Linked DNA regions of Mus musculus: region 2 is linked to region 1. Evidence: chromatin contacts called from public HiChIP or PLAC-seq data. All regions are on one chromosome and are shown on one strand. Each heading gives the region's core, a stretch centred on a gene start, on an enhancer-like site or on the middle of the called end of the contact. The rest is flanking DNA. Distances are from core to core; before and after follow the strand shown.

What was found. HiChIP or PLAC-seq counts read pairs in DNA pulled down with a chosen protein or histone mark.
Region 2: a contact with region 1 is called in an H3K4me3 HiChIP or PLAC-seq map of pro-B cells, with 3 times the contacts expected there. The contact joins the promoter of Gfra2 here to the enhancer-like site in region 1. A contact is called at or near these places in 7 of 39 promoter capture datasets (the C10 cell line, the HPC-7 cell line, embryonic stem cells and 3 more), 2 of 15 datasets of contacts at CTCF or cohesin (large pre-B cells and pro-B cells), 17 of 484 Hi-C or Micro-C datasets (the 63-12 cell line, B cells, CD4 T cells and 11 more), 6 of 115 datasets of contacts at active chromatin or transcription factors (the 230-238 cell line, embryonic stem cells, forebrain and 3 more) and 2 of 9 other capture datasets (adipose tissue and embryonic stem cells).

Annotation. Positions count from the first base shown.
Region 1 is chr14:70,829,034-70,835,209 of GRCm38.p6, reverse strand. All of the region lies in intron 2 of Gm34500 (a long non-coding RNA gene), which reads left to right. Among named protein-coding and RNA genes, the nearest start is that of Gm34500, 18 kb to the left of the region's middle. Within about 2 kb of position 2,294, at least 17 of the 459 cell types and tissues checked have an H3K27ac peak or open chromatin away from gene starts, as enhancers often do. A contact at or near this core is called in the 63-12 cell line and pro-B cells, where this site is marked.
Region 2 is chr14:70,887,218-70,893,393 of GRCm38.p6, reverse strand. It overlaps Gfra2 (glial cell line derived neurotrophic factor family receptor alpha 2), which reads right to left and starts at 3,287. Exons shown (of 9, transcript NM_008115.3): 1 at 2,500-3,287. The coding sequence starts at 2,539.

The DNA of each region.
Region 1 (6,176 bases), core at 1,045-3,544:
CTCATTTGGTGTCTCACAATCAAGCCAGGGTCTCAGGTCAGAAGGAATCATAGTGGCTCCAGTGACACCCTGCTCAGCAGCTCTGGGCCCTCAGGCACCTTCCCATCCCCAAGATGCTTGGTGTCTGTAAGAAGCTTTCAGACCACAGTTAAAGGAACGGAGTATGGAGCCTGTCCTTCAGAAAATCAACTCGTGGAAGTAACCAAAGTTCCTGTGGGTATTGGCTGCAAAAGTGGGTCACTATGCAGTGGGTGGCTAAAAAAAGGAAAGATCCATTTCAGGAACCTAGAGTCGGTTGTTGCTTTGGAACTGAATATCTCCTGGGGAAGACCTGGAAAACTCACGCAGGCTGATGGGGCCATAGGACTCCATACATGAACTAATCAGCCAAAAACAAACAAACAAAAAACAAACCTGGCAGAAATCAAGAAAGCCTGAAAGACCCCTCTACCTACCCTACTACCATGGCCTCCACTGAGTTTTTGCCTGGAGCCATGCCTGAGAGCCAAGGCTGGAAGTGTTTGAGATGGGCATGATGGAACTGTATGGACTTCTGTTTTCTGGGTTGCTTCCTTCCAAACTGCTCCATTTCCCATGAAGTGGGACACACCATGGAGAGCTAACACTAAGTTCCAAGAAAGACAATATGTGACTCATAGGAGGAAGGATGTACTCTTGGGCCCTTCTCTCTAAGAGGTATTTAGAGATAGAACCCAGCAAGTAAGACCCATGTTATCCTCTCAATAGAACTAATCATCAGCCTTATAAAGTCTTGTTATCTGCCATGGCTTGATTATGAGACCCACATTTTGGATGCTTGGTCCCAACCTGGTGGTACTATTTTGGAAGGTTCTCAAGATTTTGAGAGGGGGAAGAAGTGGGCCACTTCCTAGGGAGGTGGGTCTTAGTGGTCTATCATCCCTAGCCTGTCTTGCACTCTGAATAGCCATTCTCCACCATGCTTTCATGCCTTCTTTTCAACTGCATGGGGTCCAAGCAACCATAGAATTAGCATTCTGAATCTGTGAGCCAGAGCATATTTTTTCCTCCCTTAAATTATTTTTTGGCTGTCATGACACAAAACCAACCACCGTGGTTTGATGGAAAATATCCTCCATAGGTTCATGAATTTGAACAATTGGTTGCCAGTTGGTGGCGCTGTTTGGAGAGGCTGTAAAGCCTTTAGGAGATGGAGCCTTGAAGGAGGAAGTCAGTCACTGAAGCAGGCTCCGGGAGTTCCTATCCTTGGCCCACTTCAGTTCCGTTTCTTCTTTCTGTTAGCTGTTCTTCAATGTGTGATAGATATCCAAGATGTGCAAGCTAAGCTTCATGTTCCAGCCACCAACTGCCATGCCTCTGCTGCCATTACAGACTCCTACCCCTGGAACTGTAGCCAAAATAAACACCTCCATAATTTGCTCCTGGCCACAGTATTTTATTACAGCAACAGAAAAGCAATTAAGACAGTAAATAAAAATAAAAAAGTATAAATAAAAAAAAACTGGATCTAAAAGTGGAGTTATTATAACCACACCTAACATTGCAGTTTTTAAGCCTTTGGAATTAGTTTTCCAAAAACTCTTATCCTCAAGTCCCTCCTACCAATAAAACCTCTAAACATTCTTCTGTTGATAAATGCTAAAGTTGAGTGATTGTTATTACAAAATCCATAAGTTAGAACTCCCTGTGTGATAACATCGGTGGGCAGGATCTTTGGAAAGTGACAAAGTCTAAAGGGTCGAGCCTCAGCAGTGAGATTAATGTTTATACAAGAGAGTCCCCAGAGAGCTTGCTTGCCGCCTTCTCCTTGTTTGAACACAGCAAGAAGATAGTTACCCGTGAACCAGAAAGCAAGTCTTCACCAGACACTGTATCTGCCAGCCCCTTGATCTCAGGTTTCCTAGGCTCTAGAGTTATGAGAGATGAATGTTGTTGTCTCAGCCTATGGCGCTGTTATTATACTGGCTGAAGAGACAAAGACACAGAGGAGTTAATGATCCTGTTCTCTCTGCTTTGGGCTATGTATGAAAAAAAAGCTTGCTTATTTTCCAAAAAGGGAGCCTAGACGCCAAGCTAAGTACCTAAGCATCTACCAGCCTAGCCCACTCTTGAGTCTGACCTGCGGCTGAATGCGCATGCGCATCCTCAGAAGTGTTAACAGCTTTCCAGAGTGTTAACAAATGGAAATGAAGAAAACCAGATGGTTGTGAATGCCCATGACAGGCTGATCACCCTGTAACAGGGGCACGGCTGGCAGGACTGTGTTGCGCCAATTTTCCAGATCAGAGTCAGTTTCAGGACAAACACTCGCCTCTGGGTGTTCAGTTTGCTCTTCTTACGCCAGGCTCTTTCTCCAGCGTTAAGCCATCTTCAGAGAAATAGCAGCTTCTTTCTCTTTTCTTACTTTTGACCAGATCTGCACTGAGCCAAGGCCATTGTGCTTTTTCCCGGTGTACAACACTGTCAGAGTGTTTCTCGTCTGCGGAAGACTCCTCAGTGTATCCTGTTATTTCCCCTTCGTCCCTGTCCCCACTCCATCTGTTCCAGTTTCATTGCCATCCCTGTAATGAAACAGCCTGACAAAAGGCAACACGGGGGAGGAAAGGTTATTTGGCTTACAGCTCCAGGTTAAAAGTCCATCACCGAAGGGAGGCCAAGGCAGGAACTCAGACAGCTAGTCACACCACATCCAGAGAGCAGAGAAAAACAAAGGGGCCTATACCACCGGCTTGCTCCTTCTGCTTTTGTGTTGAAGCTAGTATTCTTTAGTTTTTTTTTCCCTCAAATTCTTTCTTTTATTAGTATCTTCATACATGCATATGTGTTCTGATCAAATCTGCCCCATTCCCTTCCCTCCGATTCCTCCTCTATCTGCACACCATTACTCCCTCTTAAGTCCATGTGTTCTTTTCTTCTTTCCGTTTTTCAACCCACAGAATTCACTCTGTGTTGCCAGTACATGCATGAGTGTAGAGCCACCTACTGGTGCATGTGCAGCCCTTCAGGGGCCTCGCTACTGAAGAAAACTGACTCTCCCTCTTCATGCATTACAGTTCTGGCATCCCTGCCTAGGGAATGGTGCCACCCACAATTGGCTGAGTCAATTAACAGTTAAGACACTCTCCCCAAAGACTGCCTATAAGCTAAAGTGATCTAGATAATTCCTCATTCAGGCTGTTATCCCAGAGGATTCTATGTTGTTGTAGCAGGTTGACATTTAAAAGTAGCAGTAACACCATACAAGTTCATCTCCTCCTCATATAGGCATCTGTTCAGACATGCCTATAGCATTCTTTGAGAACATATATATCTTTTTTAACCATGTAGGATCATTCTGAATGTATTGGATGTTCATAAATGGTATTATCATGTGACTATTATTCTACATTTTGTTTTTATCAGTCACCACTGTCTTGTTGCTCTCATACCTGGCTTGCTGTTTCTAACACTGCACAGGATCCCATAGTGAGCACCCATCACTATGGATCTGGTCTTCTATCTCTTATTCATCCTGTCCAGCACACTCAATGCATTCACCATATGCCCCCTTCACCCATGGTGAGAGACTCTCTCTAGGACTCTCTCGAGTATTCATTCCCAGAAACAGGGATCATAAGACACATGCATACTCAGTTCAGTAAATTCATAATTATTTGAGCTGGCTTCTCAGTCTGCCAAATTCCACTATAAAGAACAGAAACCTTTTCTGGAGTCGAAGATTTTTAGGGTGAAAAGGCTCTCATCTGGCATTATTCCATGGCAGAAAGCAGAAGAGTAAACAGAGTGGGAGAGTAAGAGATATCGAGACCATGCCCTTTTGCTAGACATCCGTTCCAGAGATAGCTAGCCCACTCCCTTCGTGACAGCACCAACCCACCTGTTAAGGCATTCTATATGGTACAGCTAAAGTCATTAAATAAATAAGTAGCACTAAATTTGCCAGATTGCTTTCCAAAACAATTAAGGCAGTTCATGTGCCCAGCTGACAACAGGACCTTCTCTCCCACATCCTCACCAGCTCTGGGTCTTGTCCTCAAGTCGGTCTGTCACCCTGATGGAGCCCATTTCTACCTATTGCACTTATATTCTTTAATTCATAGCCCCTGGGCCTCTTTTCAAATACTTGTTGCCATCTGGTCTTTGTTAAAGATGCCTTAGAGATGTTTCCAGCGCAGGTAAATTTGGGGAGCGTATCAGCTAGAAGTTTCAAGTCCTCTCTTGGGACAGGAGGGAAAGAAACGATGAGAGAAACTCCCCAAAAAAGTGAAAATCAGAGGCAAAAAAAAAAAAAAACCAAAATGAATTTTACTGTGTAGGTAAATTGTTCCAGTCAATCAACAAAGGTATCCTTGCCCTAGTCAATAGTCAGCCCAGGCTAGCGTCCTCACAAATGTGACATCTGAATCACACCCTCAGATTCCTGGTCCTACAAGCCTGGGTTGGGTGTGGAATCCATATTCCTAGCAAATTGGCAGGTGGTGTTGATCCAGTGGGGTCTGAGGAATCATTGTGTTGAGAACAGGCCAATCCAGTCATTGTCATTGTGGGCAGGACCTGTAAAAACAAACAAACAAACAAACAAAAACATTGGCAGGTCTTTCAGAGGACATTAAATCCGCTGGCCACCAAAAAAATATCCACATCTCCCTCATGAATGAAGGCCAGCTCTTGCTTCCAGTACCTGCTGAGTGAGGTGACAGAGACACTCAAGGATCAGCAGCAGAGGGCCTCAGAATTGTCAGGGATGCCCCCTTGGTAGGTCTTGCCCTGGCCATGATGGAGGGAGGAGTCAGAAAGGATTTGAAGAGAGATGGGAGATCTCTTGAACGCTACATCTGATGGAACCTTACTTCTTGCCTCCCTCAGGCCTACCTCAGCCCTACCCTTCTCCCTCCTGCTTGACAACGGACCGAAATTACATGTGACATTGTCAGAAACGACAGTGAATTGAAATTACATATGACACTGTCATTTCATGCATTTTTAAGGTTTACATCATCTCCTTCACTTTTCACAACAGCCGTGAGGGAGTTTATGTGAGAAGTGGACACACTGATGCCAGAGAGGCCTGCAGCCAGCTGAAGAGCCCCTCCCCCTCCACTGACTTCTCACTGCTACTGTTGCTATCCCAAAAGAATACCCACACACCCTACCTCAGTGCTGGTCCCTCTCATTGTTACAGTTGTATCAACCCTGAAGTTCTTTAAAGATCCTTGGGACTGTCCTTCAGTGTCTCCAAGAGGGGCTTGAAGTCAAGCCCTGCCCTTCCCCCTGTCCAGGCCATGGAGCTGTTAGTCTCAAATCATGCTCCTGAAGCCAGCCTCCTGCCATTATTCAGCAGTGTCACGCCCCTTCTCCTCACTACACACTGCAGCCCAGACAGCTCCCTCCAGGCCTTCCCTGGCCCTTCCAAGGCACTCCATGGAGCTTGATCCTTGCCCTGTTGGCCTGTGTCTCACTCCCCGACATTAACACATCCGTGCCACCAAGCCACAAGGTTGTGTGCTCCCCGTGAGGCAGAAAAGAAACTGCCTCTTGCTTGGTCCACCGTATCCAAGGCTGAAATGCAGTACACAGCCCCACGTGTGTCCCAAGGATCCCTTTCCTTCAGCATTAGACTGGCTCAGATTCACCTTTAAAGGCAATGGGAGGAGGTGACAGAACTTGCTCAGCAGACATGGTCCACAGCAGATTCCCTGTCTCATTCTCTGCATCCTTCTAGCCTTCTGACTGTGGCAGTCTTCTACCCTAACTGCCTGGGTCTGCAGGGGTAAAAGCAAAAGAAACACACAGGGCTGGCTTCTCTGGGAGATACCAGTACTAAGGAATGCAAGGGCCCTGTTGGGAGAATTTGAGGCCCAGGGTCTAGCCTTTTGCAACAGGGATCGGGGGATGGGAAAAACATAAATGGTATCCCTGTCTCTCCTCACTCTCCAACTACCCTGGTCATTATAGAAAGTATGTGTTAAACTGTCTTAAAGTGAAAAAGAAAGTTGCCTAAAGATGACCTGGGATGGACAACAAAAAGACAGAGGGTCAGAGCCAATGTGCATACACAGAACACACACACACATATATAGAGGTACACACACACACTGTGTGTGTGTGTGTGTGTGTGTGTGTGTGTGTGTGTGTGTGTGTGTGTGTGTACAGATGTGCAAAGATACTTGGGCCTT
Region 2 (6,176 bases), core at 2,038-4,537, 57 kb before region 1:
TCAAGAATAGACAGTGTGGACCAGTTCCAGGGAGTGCCAGGGAGGGGAAGGCAGAGGTCCACATTGCCCTCCTGTGTCTACAGTCCCCTCAACAGCCAGAATGTGCTAGAATACCACGGGGGGCCTGGTGCTCTGCCCACTCTGTTTCCTCTCTCCATGGCATCCTATGCCAACCTTGGAAATCTGGATGGTTGGGTTTAAAAGCCCTTTCTCTATAAGGTAAGTCCTCTGACATTAGGTCTCACTCAGAACCTTTGAGAAAGGCATCTGAAGGGGGCGGGACATGGCCCCAGCCAAACTGCTGATTTGAGACTGAAATCCCAAACTGCTAAGGAACCGCCACACTAAACAGACTTTCCAAGTGGTTCCCAACTATATAGTCATCTAGCCAGGAAAAGGCTTTTGGATTTAAGTTTCCTTCACACCATTCATCCCAGCCTGTCAGAGCTTTTCAGACTCCCCTGGCCTGCCATTCCCTTGAACCCTTTGCCCTGATTTGGAGAGGGACTTTTTGAGGGATAGGGGACTGAAGGGGCATAACTCAAGGAGGCATCAGGCAACCCCCTCCTCCTCCACTTTCCATTTCAGCCCTTGGGGAGCAGGCAGTGGCGGACATCTCTGCTCTCGGCTCATAATCTCTACACACATACGTGCAAATACGTGTACACACCCATTATGGGCAGGACGCCCATTGCCACATCTGAGGAGAACTGACTCCTCAGCTAGGATCACCCAATGTGCAACATGGGGTCTGATACTGGAGGGTATTGTGCTCATATACCACTGCCCCTCAGAGGGGGGCCCCTATACTTGGAAGCATGCATCCTTTATGAGGGAGGGGTGTAACTCAACAGCAGGCAATCTGGCCACTTTTTACCTGAAATGCAATGCTTTCTTCTTCGCTCTGATCATTCTAAGACCCTAGAAAGCTACGTTTTCAGACCATTAATGAAGATAAGGTCAAATTTTGTGACAGTTCATTCAGAATGAGAGTTCACTTCCCCCAAGGCTGCTGGAAAGGGATGAAAGTGAGCCCAGAGCATCTTCTACCCTCCTACCCTGTCCCTCCCACCCACAGGGTTACTGACATGTGGAGAAAGCAAGTATGGTGAAGGCCACACCCCAGGGCAGGGCTATGTCCCCTGGGAATGCATAGCTGGGAGGTAGAAAGTCTGTGAGCAAGCAAAGATACAGCCAATATCTATTCACCCTGACTACAAATCCCCTACAATCTGGAGGGCACTTCTTAGACCATGCATATCTTCCATAAGCAAAGGCTACCTCCCTGTCTGGGCTATCCAGAGCCCTTTTCTGCTGAAGGTAAAGGTGATTTCTTGATCCCTGCTTGGTAGCCAGTTCATTCTGGTCTACCAACAAGCAGAACAGCACCTGGACTAAAAGCAGATGTCACACACACACACACACACACACACACACACACAAACACACACATTTTCCAGAATTCCCTACCAGTAACCTTGCCTGGGAACCCTGGGTCCACACATAGCCTTTAGCTTTGAAAGCATCTTTTCTTTACCTGTAAACTATTCCTAGACCTTGCTTCCCAAGCAGCTGAGATTTTACAAAGTATAAGGGGAGGTGGGGAGGCGCCTGCTGGAGCTCAGAACCACTGGGCAGCCGCTCCTCCCTGTCACAGAGGGAGGGGGCTTATGGGGTGAGCAGTAAGTGGTCTTTGTTAAGATCTGTTTTCTCCCTTTTCCTGCATTCCCCCGCACCATCTTCTTTCCAAGGAGCAAACTTTGGCCTCCTCTTTCCCGTGTCACATGCCCTAGGCCCCTGGGTTGTTGCTCTTGAAGGCCTTGAACACCCATTTGCAAGCCTGAGCTCCACCTACCCATCTGGCTTGGAAAGGGAGGCCGTGGGTAGGGAGAAACTTGCAAAGTGCTACAGAGAGTGGAGAGATAGGGTGCGTTCCTGAGACTGATTGGCAAGTAGGAGGTGACTACAAGGACTCCCCGCAAACGTCCAAACCAAGACCTCCTGCCGAAACCCACTGACTCTGAGAGCCTTCCAGAAAGGAGGGGCAGGCTTGATAGCGTCCCGCCAGCCTCTCCCCATCCTTCCTTTCATTCACACCAACAGTTGCATTTTTTTCCTTCCTAAGTTGTTGCAAATTGAACCCATTATTTTGAGGGAAATGAGCGCTATCACGGCCTGCAAGTAAGAGTGTGTGTCGGGGTGTGTGCGCGCGCGCGGCACGGGAGTGCGTGCGGAGATGGTTTGAATGTTGGAAGTCTCCTTCTCGGTCCTCCGCGCAACCAGCTAGCCGCTGCACAGCTCCCTCCTCTAGAGCCTCCCAGGCAGTTCGGCTCCCCGGAGCCCCAGGCCCGGGCTCCCAGCCTGGCGCGATCTCCCGGTGTCTCCCACGGCGCCCTGCTTGCAGCCCCCAAGCCCACCCCCGCATGCCCAGCTTCCAGTGGGCGACTGAACGCGCGCAGCCCCTTGTGACCCCCAGACTCGCCACCTGCAGGTACTCACCTAAAAAGAAGAAGAGGCAGAAGGCGTTTGCCAAGATCATGTTAAATAAATCCCACAGTTTTGTGTGTATGTGTCTTTCTCCCTTAGGTTTAAAAAATAAAAATAAAATAACAACGGTAATAATAACAGCCAAGCAATGATAACGACCCCCAAATCCAATGCGGAGATCCCGCCAGGCGGCCGCCGGTTGAAGATCCCGAGTCCAGGGATTCTCGCTGCTGGCTGGAGGGGGAGGGGTGGGAGGCGGGCGGTGGGCTGCCTCTCGACGTCCCCCCCTTGCCACTGAAATCAAACACACGTAGCTATGTGTCTGGCTGCCTTCTAAGCCAACAGCCTGGTCCTGAGGTCAGCCCAGCCCTTCGCTCTCGCGGCCGGGAAGGCGCGAGTCCCCGTGGGTCCAATTCCCCTGCACTTCCCAGGAGGGGACTGGAGAGGTGGGGGCGAGGCGATCTGAAAGTGAAGGACTGGAAGAAAGCAGCGAGGGAGGGGGGTCAGAATAAATGCAAATAGGAAAGAAATCCACCGACGGATGGGAGCAATCCAGTAGAGCTTCTAGGACGGGAGACCAGAGTCGCTTCTTTGGCACCAAGACGAAGAAAAAGATTCAAAATAAAAAAAAAAAAATCTTCTCCCGCTATCCCTTGCTTCGGCTCACTTTTTCTAATGGAATTCCAGTGCCGGTGTGCCTGTGCTTGCGTGTGTCTTTCCTCCCTTCCTCTCTCCCTCTCCTCTCCTCTCCTCTCCTCTCCCTCGCTCTCGCTCTTTGCTCTCGATCTCCGCTCTCCCTCACTCTCCCTCTCTCTCTCTCTTCCCCTCCCTACTCCCTCTCTCCCTGCTCCTCCCTCCGCCCGCCTGCTCCCTCCCTCCCCCTTCGCGGCTTCCTCGCCTAGGCTCTCGCGCCTCGCCCCTCTCCTCTGCTCGGGGCTCAGCGCCCCGGCTCCCTGGCGGCTGGCGGCGCAGCGCGCGGGAGCGCGGCGGAGCAGCTACACTCTGCAGCAGCAGTGGTAGCGACTCGGCGGTGATGGAAGCTACACCGGAGTGGCGCTGGCGCCCAGGAACACTGGCCTAGGGGTGAGCTCCACCGCTGGCTCCCTCGGCTCAACTGCCCGCCCTTGGGACCAGCCTGCTGCCTTGGCCGGAAAACCGACTAGATCCCCCGGCCAGTGTCCACGCTCAAACCAACGAAGCCTCCCGCCCCCTCCTCTCCATGCAATGTCTCATCCTGGCTAGGTGAAGGCTTGCGTTCTCCAAGTGCTCCTGCCCCTGCACTGGACCCCCAGAGCCATGAGGTTTCGGAAGCCTGAACGAGGTTAGGGAGACACTGAGGCCCGGGTGCTGGAGCCATCCTAGAGGCATGGGGGCAGGGCAGTAGAAAAACCCAGGCGTGGTGGTCCAGGTCTGAAAAAGAGAGCACCACTCTGCAAGCTGATGTATTCCTTGTGGGGAGCCGTTCTGAGAGTCTTCCCAAAAGCACTAGGGAACCCAAAGACGCCCTTGTAGGCCAACCCTATCTCCCTGGGTCTAACCCCGCGCTCCTATTCGTGTGTTCTGCATGCAGAGCTCAAGAACTTTTACCGCACACTAGTGACTCGCTTGCCACCCCACCCCGCGCGCGCTCCCCAACACACAGGCACACACACCAGCTCTGCAGCCATTCCAGACACCTCTTCCCCAGTTGGTCTCTCCTCCCCTGGACCAGAGAGAAGATTGTCTAGGGGTCCCAACTTCCTCCTCCAAGGCCAGTGAACCAGCCAGAACTGCGCGGGAAAAATCCAGCCCGGGTTGACACCCCACCCTACTGGGGAGCCCCAAAACAAGGGACACTCAGGCCTCTGCTTCACACCCCCTCCCCGCACACAGAGATCTCCTGGACTCCCTAGAGCTAGTCGGGGAACTAAGGCCACTCCCGGTTCCCGAAGCTGAGGGTGGAGACCCTTCCGGATGGAGACTCCTCCCCAAGCCGGGAAGGGGGACAATTTATCCATCTGTCTTTGGCCCCAGCTCACCGGCGTAATTTAGTCATAGAATTTACAATAAAAGCCCAGAAGCCCCGAAAAAAGAAGCGTCTGGCTGGAGAAGGGTTGAAGGCGAAGTGAGGTTGCTGACCGAGGTGGCAGGGCGGCAGACAGGCAGTACACATGTCTCAGCGCCCTCGGGATCATACAGCCCACGCACACCCGGCACCCTAGTTCCACGCTTTTCTCTGACACACCTTCGGCTGCCCTGGCATTTCGCACTCCTATGTCTTGCATGCGACTCCCGGAGCCAGGTTTAGGCGATGCTTCGTCAACTTTCCACGTTGCCAAAAAAAAAAAAAAAAAAAAAAAAAAAGCTGTCACCATCTCAAGCTTATTTGGGAGTGTCTTCTAAAATACATTGTTAAATATTAAGGCGGTGGAATAAAGGAAGTGGTAGTGTGTTTAGTGTGAAGAGAGGGGGTCACTCACAAAACCAGCAGCCTTAGCTGCTAGTGGGAAAGCTAGAGGGAGCAACTTCCATCTTGTGGATTTAGGCGGGAAGGCACAGAACAGGCGTTTCATCTGGCCATTGGGAGACAACGATCCTAGACCCTACACCCAAAAATAACACCACTGTGACAGCTGGGTAGGGGAGAGTTCCAACGAAAAGTGCCTAAGCAGCAGCAGGGGAGCGTTGGCTTCTCTCGTCAATCCTCCATCCCTCTGCTGTTTTTTACTTCCCAGAGTCCCCTAGGTTCTTTTCAAACATTGGGGAACTTACACATCTGATGTAGGTTAGAAGATGAAAAGCAGTGAGATATACCTCTAGAAACTCTTAGCCCAGAAGCCAGAGGCTGGATGCTTCACCACTAAATATATTAAGCCTCTTCCACTCACTCACCTACTTCCTGGCCCTTCTGTAGATCCAGGTGTTACCCCACCTCCCTTAAAGGCCTCTCCTTCAAAATTAATGCTAAGCAATCCCGCCATTACTCAGACCTTACCTTCGGTTAGCCTTAGTTGAGTACTAGGGGGAGAGGGTTCTGGGAGAAAAAAAAAAAAAAAAAGCTAAGTGGGCTGAGAAAGCCATAGAAGACAGCCAAGGATATGCTCTGCTGAGTTCCCATGGGAACAGAGTCAGGGGATTCTGGTAGTAGGAGGTGAGTGACTTGTGATGCTTCAGGCCTTCAGGACCACCCAGGCCTCACAAAGGACAATGGGAAATATTCGCTACCCCCTGTTGACACTATGGGACATATTTACCTTGAACCCTCTTCCCTCCTATCCGCACCAAGATCCACCACCCTCTGCCAACTGTCAGTCTAAGCTACTGTTCGATGGATAGGGCACACACTGTCTGTTTGCCAAGATCTGCTGAGAAGAACCTACTAGGCAGAGGGCAATTTAATTTAATCTCTCTGGGCCTCAATTAGCTCATGCAGAAAATGGGGGATGTTTCTTAAAACCTGATTTGTAGAGATTAGACAGCACACTGCACCCAAAGCTGCTGACAGAATGCCTGGCTCACCCCTTTCCTCCTGGGCCCAGAGTGTGAATGAGGTTACAGGAGGCTACAGGAGCTAAGAGCAATGAGAAGCAGAGATTGGACAATAGCGAGGTTTCAAGGGAAGCAGAAAGTGCTCTCTAGAAAATGGGAGAAGCTCTTGTAAGAGTAAGTTATGGGGGAATGTGGTGCCCTTTGGGAGATGGGACATGATG